2 separate regions of the Sus scrofa genome follow, and region 1 is linked to region 2. Evidence: chromatin contacts called from public Hi-C data. All regions are on one chromosome and are shown on one strand. Each heading gives the region's core, a stretch centred on a gene start, on an enhancer-like site or on the middle of the called end of the contact. The rest is flanking DNA. Distances are from core to core; before and after follow the strand shown.

Evidence for each region. Hi-C and Micro-C count contacts between places; a contact is called where the count stands out from the background.
Region 1: a contact with region 2 is called in a Hi-C map of omental adipose tissue, with 4 times the contacts expected there. The contact joins the enhancer-like site here to the promoter of LOC100156231 in region 2. A contact is called at or near these places in 2 of 5 promoter capture datasets (fetal liver and liver), 24 of 47 Hi-C or Micro-C datasets (alveolar macrophages, blood, brain and 13 more) and 2 of 2 datasets of contacts at active chromatin or transcription factors (alveolar macrophages and skeletal muscle).

Annotation. Positions count from the first base shown.
Region 1 is chr7:29,896,324-29,901,425 of Sscrofa11.1, forward strand. ITPR3 (inositol 1,4,5-trisphosphate receptor type 3) reads left to right here. Exons shown (of 58, transcript XM_013977794.2): 52 at 17-209; 53 at 626-730; 54 at 819-946; 55 at 1,635-1,800; 56 at 2,262-2,422; 57 at 3,377-3,538; 58 at 3,889-4,979. The coding sequence ends at 3,957. Among named protein-coding and RNA genes, the nearest start is that of C7H6orf125, 31 kb to the right of the region's middle. Within about 2 kb of position 3,293, at least 10 of the 83 cell types and tissues checked have an H3K27ac peak or open chromatin away from gene starts, as enhancers often do. A contact at or near this core is called in alveolar macrophages, omental adipose tissue and retroperitoneal adipose tissue, where this site is marked.
Region 2 is chr7:29,814,156-29,819,214 of Sscrofa11.1, forward strand. It overlaps LOC100156231 (gametogenetin-binding protein 1-like), which reads left to right and starts at 1,895. Exons shown (of 7, transcript XM_005665887.3): 1 at 1,895-2,847; 2 at 3,337-3,452; 3 at 3,878-3,972; 4 at 4,120-4,237. The coding sequence starts at 2,387. BAK1 (bcl-2 homologous antagonist/killer) reads right to left here and starts at 1,190. Exons shown (of 7, transcript XM_021098603.1): 1 at 787-1,190. LOC102162214 (a long non-coding RNA gene) reads left to right here. Exons shown (of 4, transcript XR_002345648.1): 4 at 1-1,321.

The DNA of each region.
Region 1 (5,102 bases), core at 2,043-4,542, 84 kb after region 2:
CATCTCTGCCCTGCAGCTCTTTGACCTCATCTACCGCGAGGAGACGCTGTTCAATGTCATCAAGAGCGTGACTCGAAACGGCCGCTCCATCCTGCTGACGGCCCTGCTGGCACTCATCCTGGTCTACCTCTTCTCCATCGTCGGCTTCCTCTTCCTCAAGGACGACTTCATCCTTGAGGTCGACCGGCTGCCAGGCAACCACTCCAGAGGTCTGGGGGCGCCTCTCCTGGGGCGGGGGGTGCGGGATGAGGCCAGGGCCTGGGAGCTCTTGCCCACCACGCCCACTGCAATTTCTCCTCTGGGTCTGGGGTGGGTGGTCCAGCTCACACCCGTCTGCCTCCCTCTTCCTGGGACAGACCAGGGCTGGGAGAGCCCGGGGTGGCTCTGGCTTGCGGACCATGGCTCACATTAGACTCGGTATTTGTGGGGCTGCCCGTGTCCCTGGTGGGGTGCAGATCTCCCTCCCCGCCCTTGAACACAAGCCTGTGGAGCAGCTGCATCAAGACCCTTCCCTGTAGTGGGTGGAGTAGGGAGGCTCGAGGCTCAGGGTGGGCTTCCTGGAGGGTATGAGGCTGGGGACAGAACCAGGGGAACCTCCTGGTGACCTTGTCCCTGTTCCCTCCAGCCAGCCCCCTGGGGATGCCACATGGAGCTGCCACATTTGTGGACACGTGCAGTGGGAACAACATGGACTGTGTCTCCAGGGTCTCAGTGCCCCAGGTCCTGGAAGGTGCGGGCGGTGTGTCTCTGGGGTCTCGGTGCAGTGGGAGGAGGGGTAAGTGGTCCAGCCTGGGGATGAGCATGCACTCTGCTTGTAGAGGACGAGGAGCAGGCCAGCACGGAACGGGCCTGTGACACTCTGCTCATGTGCATTGTCACCGTCATGAACCATGGGCTGCGCAATGGTGGTGGCGTAGGCGACATTCTCCGAAAGCCCTCAAAAGATGTGAGTGTGCCCCCACCCCAGTAGCCCTCTCTGTTCAGGGCAGCAGCTGTGAGGGCTCCGCCCTCAGGTCACAGCCAAGTAGAGCGTCTTGGCCTCCCATCCTCAGGGTGGTGGGTCCCTGAATGTTTGCACCCCTTTTCCCGCTCAGTCTTGTGCTGTTACGGTGTAGCTGAGCTGTCCCTGCCCTTCCAGCTCGGGCACCCCCACCAGCTCACTAAGGAAAAGCCTTGGCCCCCAGTCTCCCCGGGGTAGGGAAGGTGTGAGTCAGCGGTGGGTCCCTGGCCACACCCGCTTCATCCTCAAGGCAGAGCTCCAGCCTGAGGGCCAGGGTGCTCAGCTGGCTCATGAGGAGGCCTCGGGGTTTGGCTGGGCAGCCCAGCATCCCAGGTCAGTGTGTCCCCACTCTCATGGGGTGAAGCCACTTCCTGGCCAACAGAAGTTTCTAGGGGCATCCTGAGGGCAGGCAGAGGAGTTCAAAGCTGCTCCTCCCCTAACAGGCCAGCCTGGCTCCCACGCCAGACTCCCAGGGGCTGCATCCCAGCCACTGAGTCCCACCCGCACCCAGGCCTCGGGTCGCGCCTCTCACTCTGCCATCCCCAGGGTGCTGGGCGTCAGGGGCCACCTCCTTCTGTGGAGCTGGGCTCCGAGCCCCCACCCGACCGACCCAGCCTTGCTGCTTCCCCCGCAGGAGTCGCTCTTCCCGGCCCGAGTGGTCTACGACCTCCTGTTCTTCTTCATTGTCATCATCATCGTGCTGAACCTCATCTTTGGGGTGATCATCGACACCTTTGCCGACCTGCGCAGTGAGAAGCAAAAGAAGGAGGAGGTTCTCAAGACTACGTGCTTCATCTGTGGTGAGGCCACGCTCCTGCCCACAGGCCTTCCTGGGTCCCTGTGGCCCCTGGGAGCCTGTCCTGGGCTGATGGCTCAGCGGCACTTGGCCCGGAGCTGGGGAGAGCTGGACCCTGCCGGAACGTGGAGTCCTAGGTGGAGGCGGGAAAGGCCTCAGGGACTGGCCTTTAAACTCTGGGTTTCAGACGAGGACCTAAGCCTGGTCCATGGCCTTGACCCTGTGGTCTGGGTACAGAGCTTTTCTCCATGTGAAGTGCTGTCCCTCAGTCACTGGAGGCCCAGGGGCAGGTCGCCTGGAGGCCCCTTCTCTGTGCTTCCTGCCCCCTGGGCTCCCATAGGCCTCGCTGCTGGGTGGGAGCTCTGTGTCTAAGTGGCTGCTGTTTTAAGTAGAAGTGACCTAGCCAGGTGCATGTTTCCCCAGAGCTGCAGTGGCCCTGGGTCACCCTCACCTCTGCCCCCTCAGGTCTGGAGAGGGACAAGTTTGACAACAAGACGGTGTCCTTTGAGGAACACATCAAGTTTGAGCACAACATGTGGAACTACCTGTACTTCATCGTGCTGGTCCGCGTGAAGAATAAGACTGACTACACAGGGCCCGAGAGCTACGTGGCCCAGATGATTAAGGTGTGCCCTGCGGGAGGCGGGGGGCGGCGGACACCCGCCGAGAGCTGGCAGGAGAAGGGTAGCTGGAGCCAGCTCCCTGCACACCTCTGGGTGGGCTCTGGTGTCTTGAAAGAGCCCATGTGAGCCCGCTCACCTGAGGGGCCCGAGAGCATGTGTGGGGTGGGGTCCCAGGGCCTGCAGACGCCTGACATATAGGCCACCTGCTCATGGCCACTGCTCTGTGGCCCCCATCTTAGGGGCCTCTCCAGCTGGGCCAGAGGGTGCCTGGAAGAACTTGAAACCATCAGACTTAGGAGAAATCAAACGTAACTGTTCCATTTAGTAGCGAAGGGGGTGAAGGCAGAGGCTAGTCAGGCCTGGTGGCATCGAGGGTATAGGAAGTAGTCCCATCAGCTGTAGCACATCTTCAAAAGACTGCACTACAGATGAACTGCAGCCTGAAAGGGAAGACCTGTTTGGTGGGAAAAAGGGAGCAGGGTTCTAGTCTCTTTTAAGTCTGTATTTGGACTGATTATCTGTTGGGTCTGAAAAATTCAGTTTGCAGCAGGAACCAGAAAGCTGCTGGGTTCCCCCTCCCCCCCACCGGCGTGTTCTCTGCCTGGCTCATCTTCCTGGGGTGCGGGGCGTGGGTGTGGGGTGTGGGGCAGGCAGGAGGAAGGAAGGAAGGAAGGAAGGAAGGAAGGGTCTCGCAGGGCGTTGTAAGAGTAAACAGATGGTGCGGGTACCAAAGGAGGCTCCAGGCTAAGGCAATCAGCCTGCCTTGGGCAGGGGCTTCACTGCCAGCTCCCCCGGGGCCCAGGGAGGACCCTGGACGACTCAGATTTCCCCATGACACGTTCCTGCAGAGTCATCTGGCCGAGGGTGTGGCAGCAGACTCCCCCATACAACCGCGTCTCTCACGAGGCCGTCCCAGGCTGGGCCCATGCTTGCTCAGCCCATGGAGATGTTTTTCAGAACAAGAACCTGGACTGGTTCCCCCGGATGAGGGCCATGTCGCTGGTGAGCAATGAGGGCGAGGGGGAGCAGAATGAGATCCGGATTCTTCAGGACAAACTCAACTCCACCATGAAGCTGGTGTCCCACCTCACCACCCAGCTCAACGAGCTCAAGGAGCAGGTGCGCCCCAGCCTCTGCTGCCCCGATGGGCAGCCCCAGGCTGGCTCTGGTCACACCCAGCCTGCCAAGGGGGAGGTGGGGGCGGTCCAGCTCCTGTAGCGGGTGGGTGGGGAGACCGGGGCCTCTTTCCGAGTCTCCGATGCCCCCCTGCCCCATGTGGCAGTGATTAGAGGCAGTGATTAGAGTCGGGCAGGCGCTGCTTCCCCAGCTGCACCATGTCAGGGTTGTGACTCACAAATTGAGGACCAGGGCTCAGGGCTGACATTCATCTGCAGCCTGGGGCGGTGGGGAGGGGGTGCCCAGCGTCCTGACCCGACCTGACTTGACTTGCCGGCATCTGTCGACCTCAGATGACAGAGCAGCGGAAACGCAGGCAGCGCCTGGGCTTCGTGGACGTCCAGAACTGCATGAGCCGCTGAGAGGCCACAGCGTCAAAGGCCCGCAGACCCCGGAGACCCGTGCCTGGGAACTCGGCCCTTCCCTGTGGAGAGGGCCCTGCCAGCCGCCAGCCTCTCCAGGCTGGGTGTCCACCCCACCCCTAGCTCCCACTCTGCCAGAACCCCTCCAAGTCAGCCCAGCCCTGACTGCCTGGAGGGGGCACCACAGCTGCCAGTCCTGCCCCAGACTGAGCCCGTAGAGCAGACCTGACGGGGACTCAGCTCACCTACCTGAGCTCACCTGTGTGCCTTACTTGGAGGAGGCGAGTCCCCTTGAAGGAGGGCTGCTTATCCTTTTGCTTTTTAGGGTCACAGGCGTGGCCTATGGAAGTTCCGAAGGAGGGCTGCTTATCCTTTTGCTTTTTAGGGTCACAGGCGTGGCCTATGGAAGTTCCCAGGCTAGGGGTCCAATTGGAGCTACAGCTGACAACCTACACCACGCTCAGCTCAGCTCACAGCAATGCCGGATTCCTGGCCCACTGGGTGAGGCCAGGGATTGAACCCGCATCCTCATGGTTACTAGTCGGTGTTCGTTAACCGCTGAGCTATGGTGGCCACTCCCCTGCTTGAGCTCTAAAGCAGTAACTATATCCCCCTGGTGGGTGATTAGGAGGTGGCCTCCTTATCCCAAGCACTACATGTTGGCTGCTGCCTCCTCTGGAGCAGCCGCAGTGATGCTGTTACTAGTGAATTTAGGGCTTTGTTATTTAACTTATTCAAGGGCCAAATGGCTCCTTCAGTGCCTCAGACCTGCTGTAGACAGTGTGCAGACCCTGCTGAGTCCACACCCCCCCCCTCCCAGGGGACCGGTGACCCAAGGATGGAGAAACGTACTCCCAGAACCTGCCCCTTTCCGGGTCTCCCGGGGAGTCATGCCCAGGTAACAGGGCTGGGCCATGTTAAGAGCGGCTTGTTTCTTCTCCTTTCAGTGTAATGTTTTATAAATCCTTTGGCCCAAGAACTAAAGTGGATTGCCATAAATTAATGAATAAACCCAGGCCTTTGGAGGGGGGCTGTCTCCTGTACACCTGGGTGTGGGAGGGGGGTGAGCATGTGCCGCCTGGCCTCACTGGGGCTCCTGGGAGATGCAGAGCCATGTCCTACTTCCTGGACAGAACTACTACATT
Region 2 (5,059 bases), core at 645-3,144:
GGAGGACCAGTCAGTGCACCCTCCCCGCCCACCCCTCCCTCTCAGGCCTGGGGCTACTTTCGAAAGCAGCAGAAAGAAGGGTGGGGACGGTCCGGACCACCTGTGCCTCCCCTCCTCCACCCAGTGCCACCTGGGGAAGACCGACCTTGGCCTGGCATGCACCCATCCCAGCAGCCTCCTCCTGAACAAGGTGCCCTTCTGGCTCCCTTGGTGCCCCCAGGACTGCAGGGCTGGAGGATGCTGACAGCACCCCTGCCACCCTCGGGCTCAGAGCTGGGGAGAAGTTGGCGCCTCAGAGCAGCCCCAAGGCCCCAGGCCTTGCTGATCTGGGTCTACCCCTGCCCCCTCCAAGCACCTGACTTCCTGGTACTCTGAGTTCCCCACTTGTGGGGTCTGCCCAGGGGAGGAGGGTGGCCAGGATGCTTCCCCAGGGGAGGTGCCTGACTCTAGACCGCTCTTAGGTCTCCTGGGGCAGCAGGGAGGCTGTAAGTTCTCCCCGTGCCCTTGACCTTGGCTCTGACCTCCCCCCCCATCCCCCAGACTGCTAAAGAGCCTGGTTCTTTGACACCCGATTCTCGGGCCCCTAGGGCCAGGGTGAGAGGGGAAGCTGCCTGAGGGGTGGCCAGAGGGAGCCCCGGGTGGATCAGGCCCCGAACAGGGCTCGGTGGAGTCCCGGGGGTTGGGGGGAGCCTGAGGCCTTCCCCCCCCAGCCCCCTGCCTCCCTCACCTACCCCCGGCCCGGAGCTCCCAGGCGTGGGGAGCACAGGCGGGACCCTCCCGGCTTACCTGCCCAGACCCTGGCCCAGGCCTGGGTTGGCTCAGCAGGGCGGAGGCCGGTGATCCCAGTGGCCAGTGGCCACTCCCAGGGTAAGGTACCCAGGCTCGGCCTCCAGAGACGGGCGCCAGTGAGTTCCTGGTGTCAGGATGCAGCCTGGGCTGGTCCCAGCGCGGCCTTCGGGACCCGCGAGGCTTTGGCGATCATAGAGGTGCCGGCGGCTCCCGCTCCAATCAGCTCCCTCTAGAGGAAGTTGCTCTGCGGCCGCCGGATGCAGCCGCTGAAGCCTGCAGCACGGGGCTGGGGCTGGGCTCAGGGCGGAGAGCGCGGCTCCCACCCCTGCCGAGTGTCCCCACCCACGGCTTTTCCCACCCGGGTTCCCTGTCCTCCTCCTTGATCTTGCCCCACTTCTGTCCGTCGGTATCAGCAAGAAAGCCAGGCTGGTGAGGTTTGTGAAGCCCTGCTGTGTGCTGGGCACTTTATTTTTTTATTTTTTTTTATTTTTTTTTCGTCTTTTTGCTATTTCTTGGGCCGCTCCCACGGCATATGGAGGTTCCCAGGCTAGGGGTCCAATCGGAGCTGTAGCCACTGGCCTAGGACAGAGCCACAGCAACACGGGATCCAAGCCGCGTCTGCAACCTACACCACAGGTCACGGCAATGCCGGATCCTTAACCTACTGAGCAAGGGCAGGGATCAAACCCACAACCTCATGGTTCCTAGTCGGATTCGTTAACCACTGCGCCACGACGGGAACTCCAGTGCTGGGCACTTTAAACCATCCTCACTGAACAGTCTCAACCACCCTTGGAAGTAGGTGCGGTGACCACATCCATTTTACAGATGAACGAACTGGGACTCGGCTGCTTTAAGGAACCTCCGCCAAGGTCACTGAGCGGGGTTTATAATCAGACATGTAAGTGCCATGGGCATAATAAGATGAAATTGAGATTCCACGGAGTTCCCATTGTGGCTCAGCAGGTTAAGAACCCGACTAGTATCCATGAGTATGTGGGTTTGATCCCTGGCCTTGCTCAGTGGGCTAAGGATCCTGCATTGCTGGGGCTGTGGCATAGGCCAGCAGCTGCAGCTCCGATTCAACCCCTAGCCTGGGAACCTCCATGTGCCACAGGTACGGCCCTAAAAAAAAAAAAAAAAAAAAAAAAAAGATTGAAGTTCCACGTACAGTTGAGGCCTGTGTACCAAGCTCCTCGATGGCTGCAGAGGTAGAAACCCTGCAGGTGATAGGCAGGTAGACGTGGACATGCAGAGGGCCGATGAGACTGGTTGTGAAGGGAGGGGTGGGAGGACACACACTCCCACCCTCCTGGACCAGCAGCCACAGCCAGAGGAGGACAGGCTGTGGGGAGAGCTGTGTGCCCCATTCTCAGAGTTGGGGTCCCCACCTCTGCGTCTCCTGGAGCCTCGCCAACCCCCACCCTCGGGGTGCTGCATTGACACCCCCACCCCCACCCCCGGGCACACTCTGCCCCCACCCCCAACCCGCCTTCGCCTTCTAGAACTCTGGGAAGTTTCCAACCCCCTCTGTTCTTAAGCAGTTGGTCCCAGTAGCTGCTGCGGCCCTTCCCTCTTGAGTCAGGTCCCCTTCAGGATGGAGGCCCCAGCCCCAACCCCTCGGGCCCATAATCTGGGCCGCTCGTCCATGTTCCGCCTTTTCCGTAGCCTGGTGGGGGGCAAGGGCAGCCCAGAGAGCTCAGACCAGGCCCTGGTGGGGGGTCAGCCGTGCCCCTTGCAAGAGCAGGACGCCACCCCCCTGATGACTGGCTGTCACGGAGCAGCGGGGCAGAAGGAATCCTGGCCACCTGCCTCGCTGCCCTGTACCCTCGCTGTGGCCCTGCCACGAACTAGTCCCTCGGGGCTGGAGCTAGGGGATGCGGGGGCCCAGACCCCCACCCCTGTGCAGGTCCTGAGGGTGGTGGCCCGGGGTGTAGAAGTAAGGTCAGATCCACGCAGAGGAGGCCAGGAGGCGCTGGGCAGCCTGTCTGAGATGGACGAAAGGGAAGAGGAGGAGGTGGCAGGCGCGGCCTTGGGGGACACGGGGACCTCAGACAGGTGAGAGGTGGGCTCTGGGCAGCAGGGACCTGGGAGCCTCCTGGAAGGCAGAAGGGAGGGTGTGGGCCTGAGCTGGGAGGGTCCGAATGGGAGAAGGACTGGAGAGGTGGGGGTGGGGAAGCAGACTGGGTCCTCCACCAGTGAGGGCTTGGGGATGGAGGTCCCCAAAGGACAGGAGGACAGGCCGGGCCCTGGGAAGGGTGTGTGTAGGGTGAGCAGGGTCCCAGTGCTCCCCAGCTCCTTTATGGGCCCCCTTCCCTGTCTCCCCTCCCCCTTCTTCTGGTTTCCAAGTTCACTTGGACTTGGCGCCCCTCCCTTTACTTTGGGGGAGCATCGTCATCTCTCTGATGGACCCCAGAGGGCTGTGCAGGAGGGGGGAGTAGGCTAAGTGGGGCCTGTGGGAGAACCTTGGGGTGGGGGGTTAGGGGGGCTTCCACCGCATCTCTGGGCTGCACCTGCCACTTCCACCTGACTGTGCTTTGGGATCAGGGGCCGCTTTGCCCAAGCCTTGGAGGTGGATCAAGGATGCCTGCAGAGGGCTGCGGGGCCACTGGAGGTCAGCCCCAAGGCCTTGGCCAGAGAGGAGGAGGAGTGTCTGCTTGACGGTGAGTGTGGCGGCCACAGGCAGGGGAGGTACCAGACATGGACAGAATTGACTCCTCTGGGCACAGGGCCCAGAAGGGCAGGAGCAATCTGAGGGAAGGCCAGAGGAAGGCGGCCTGGGTCTGAGTCCCAGCGCCACTAGGCCAAGCTGTGTGATGGCAGCAAGTCGCTCAGCTTTTCTGTGCCTCAGTTTCCTCATCTGTAAAATGGGACTAGAACTGCTTATTTCAGCAGGCAGCTGCAAGGATCAAATGAGAAGTTCTCTGAGAAGCGCCCAGAACTGTGCCTGGCACACAGCAGGTGTTTGCTTAAGAAAATAGGGAAACCACACCCTCAGCTCAGCCCTCCTCATCCCTCTGTGACCTGGGCCAGGCCTGGGCTGCCTCTCACTTCTGTCCACGTGTCAGTGACCACCACCCCTCCACAGGAGAACTCAGGCTGGCCTCCTCGAAGGTGGGGGCAACGCCATGGAGCCGCCTCCTCAGCTTGTACAAGCAGCTTCAGAAGTCAGCCATGACCAAGGTCTGTGCAGCTGGCTAGGGTGGGGGTGGGGGACCTTCTGAGAGCTGCCATCCTGCCTGCTTTCTGTTTAAGGTCAGGGTGGGGGTGGGGGTGGAGCTGGACTTGGGGACCCCCTCCTCACCTGCTCAGCCCCTGGCACACCCTCAGTTTCCTCTCAAGGAAGGCTCGCCCCAGGAGGACAAAGACATGGAGGAGGAAATGGAGGACGAGGACAGTTCCTTCAAGCTCTGTGTCCCAGGCATCGTCACCCTCCCGTCGCCGCTGCGTAAGGCTTTTAGATCGTCAGATACAGTAGGCAAGAGTGGTGCCCCCAGCCCATCCAAACAGCTCCCAGACGGCCCTCTGTGGCCGCGGCTCGTGGGTGCGATACCGGTTCCTACCACCAGGTGGTAGCAGAGGACCTAAGATGACCACCGGGGCCGGGGGACAGGTGTGCAGCGTCTGGAGGTCCACCTAGGGCTGCCTGGGGTCCTCCTCTCTCAGGGTTTGGGTAGGGAGTGGTGGGGAGTGGGATGGGTTGTGACTAGGGCTGTGGCTCTTTGAGCACCACACTTCCCCAGCTGGGAATCCTGACTCCAGTAGCCACCTCTGTCCGTGGTTCTCTCATCATGCATGCACTGCTGTGACAGTGCCCCAGAAGGCCCCCTGTCCCATTGCAGCGCCCTTGCTGATTATAGCCAGTACTGTGGGCCGGACTCTATTCCAAGCACTCTCCATGAAGTAATGTATTTTAACTTTTAGGTAGGTCCTGTTATGGTCTTCACTTCACTGTAAGGAAAATGGGGTACAGAGAGGCTAAGTAGCTTGTCCAAGAACACACAGCTAGTAAGTGGCAGAGCTGACACAGGAACCCAGGCAGTTTGGGTTGTTCCAGATACATGCTCCCGAATCAGTGGCTGGAAGGGTTGTGGGGGCAGGTGGACAGATGTTACCCACACACCCGGGGAGGCAAGGAAAGAGACTCATGCAGCCAGAGGGAGCCATGGGAAGTGAGTTTCCTGGGGCAGGCAGGGCAGTGGGAAAGTGGAGGTCTGGCTGGAGATGAGGGAGCTGGAGCCATGTCCTCTTCCTTCCCCCACTCCTACCT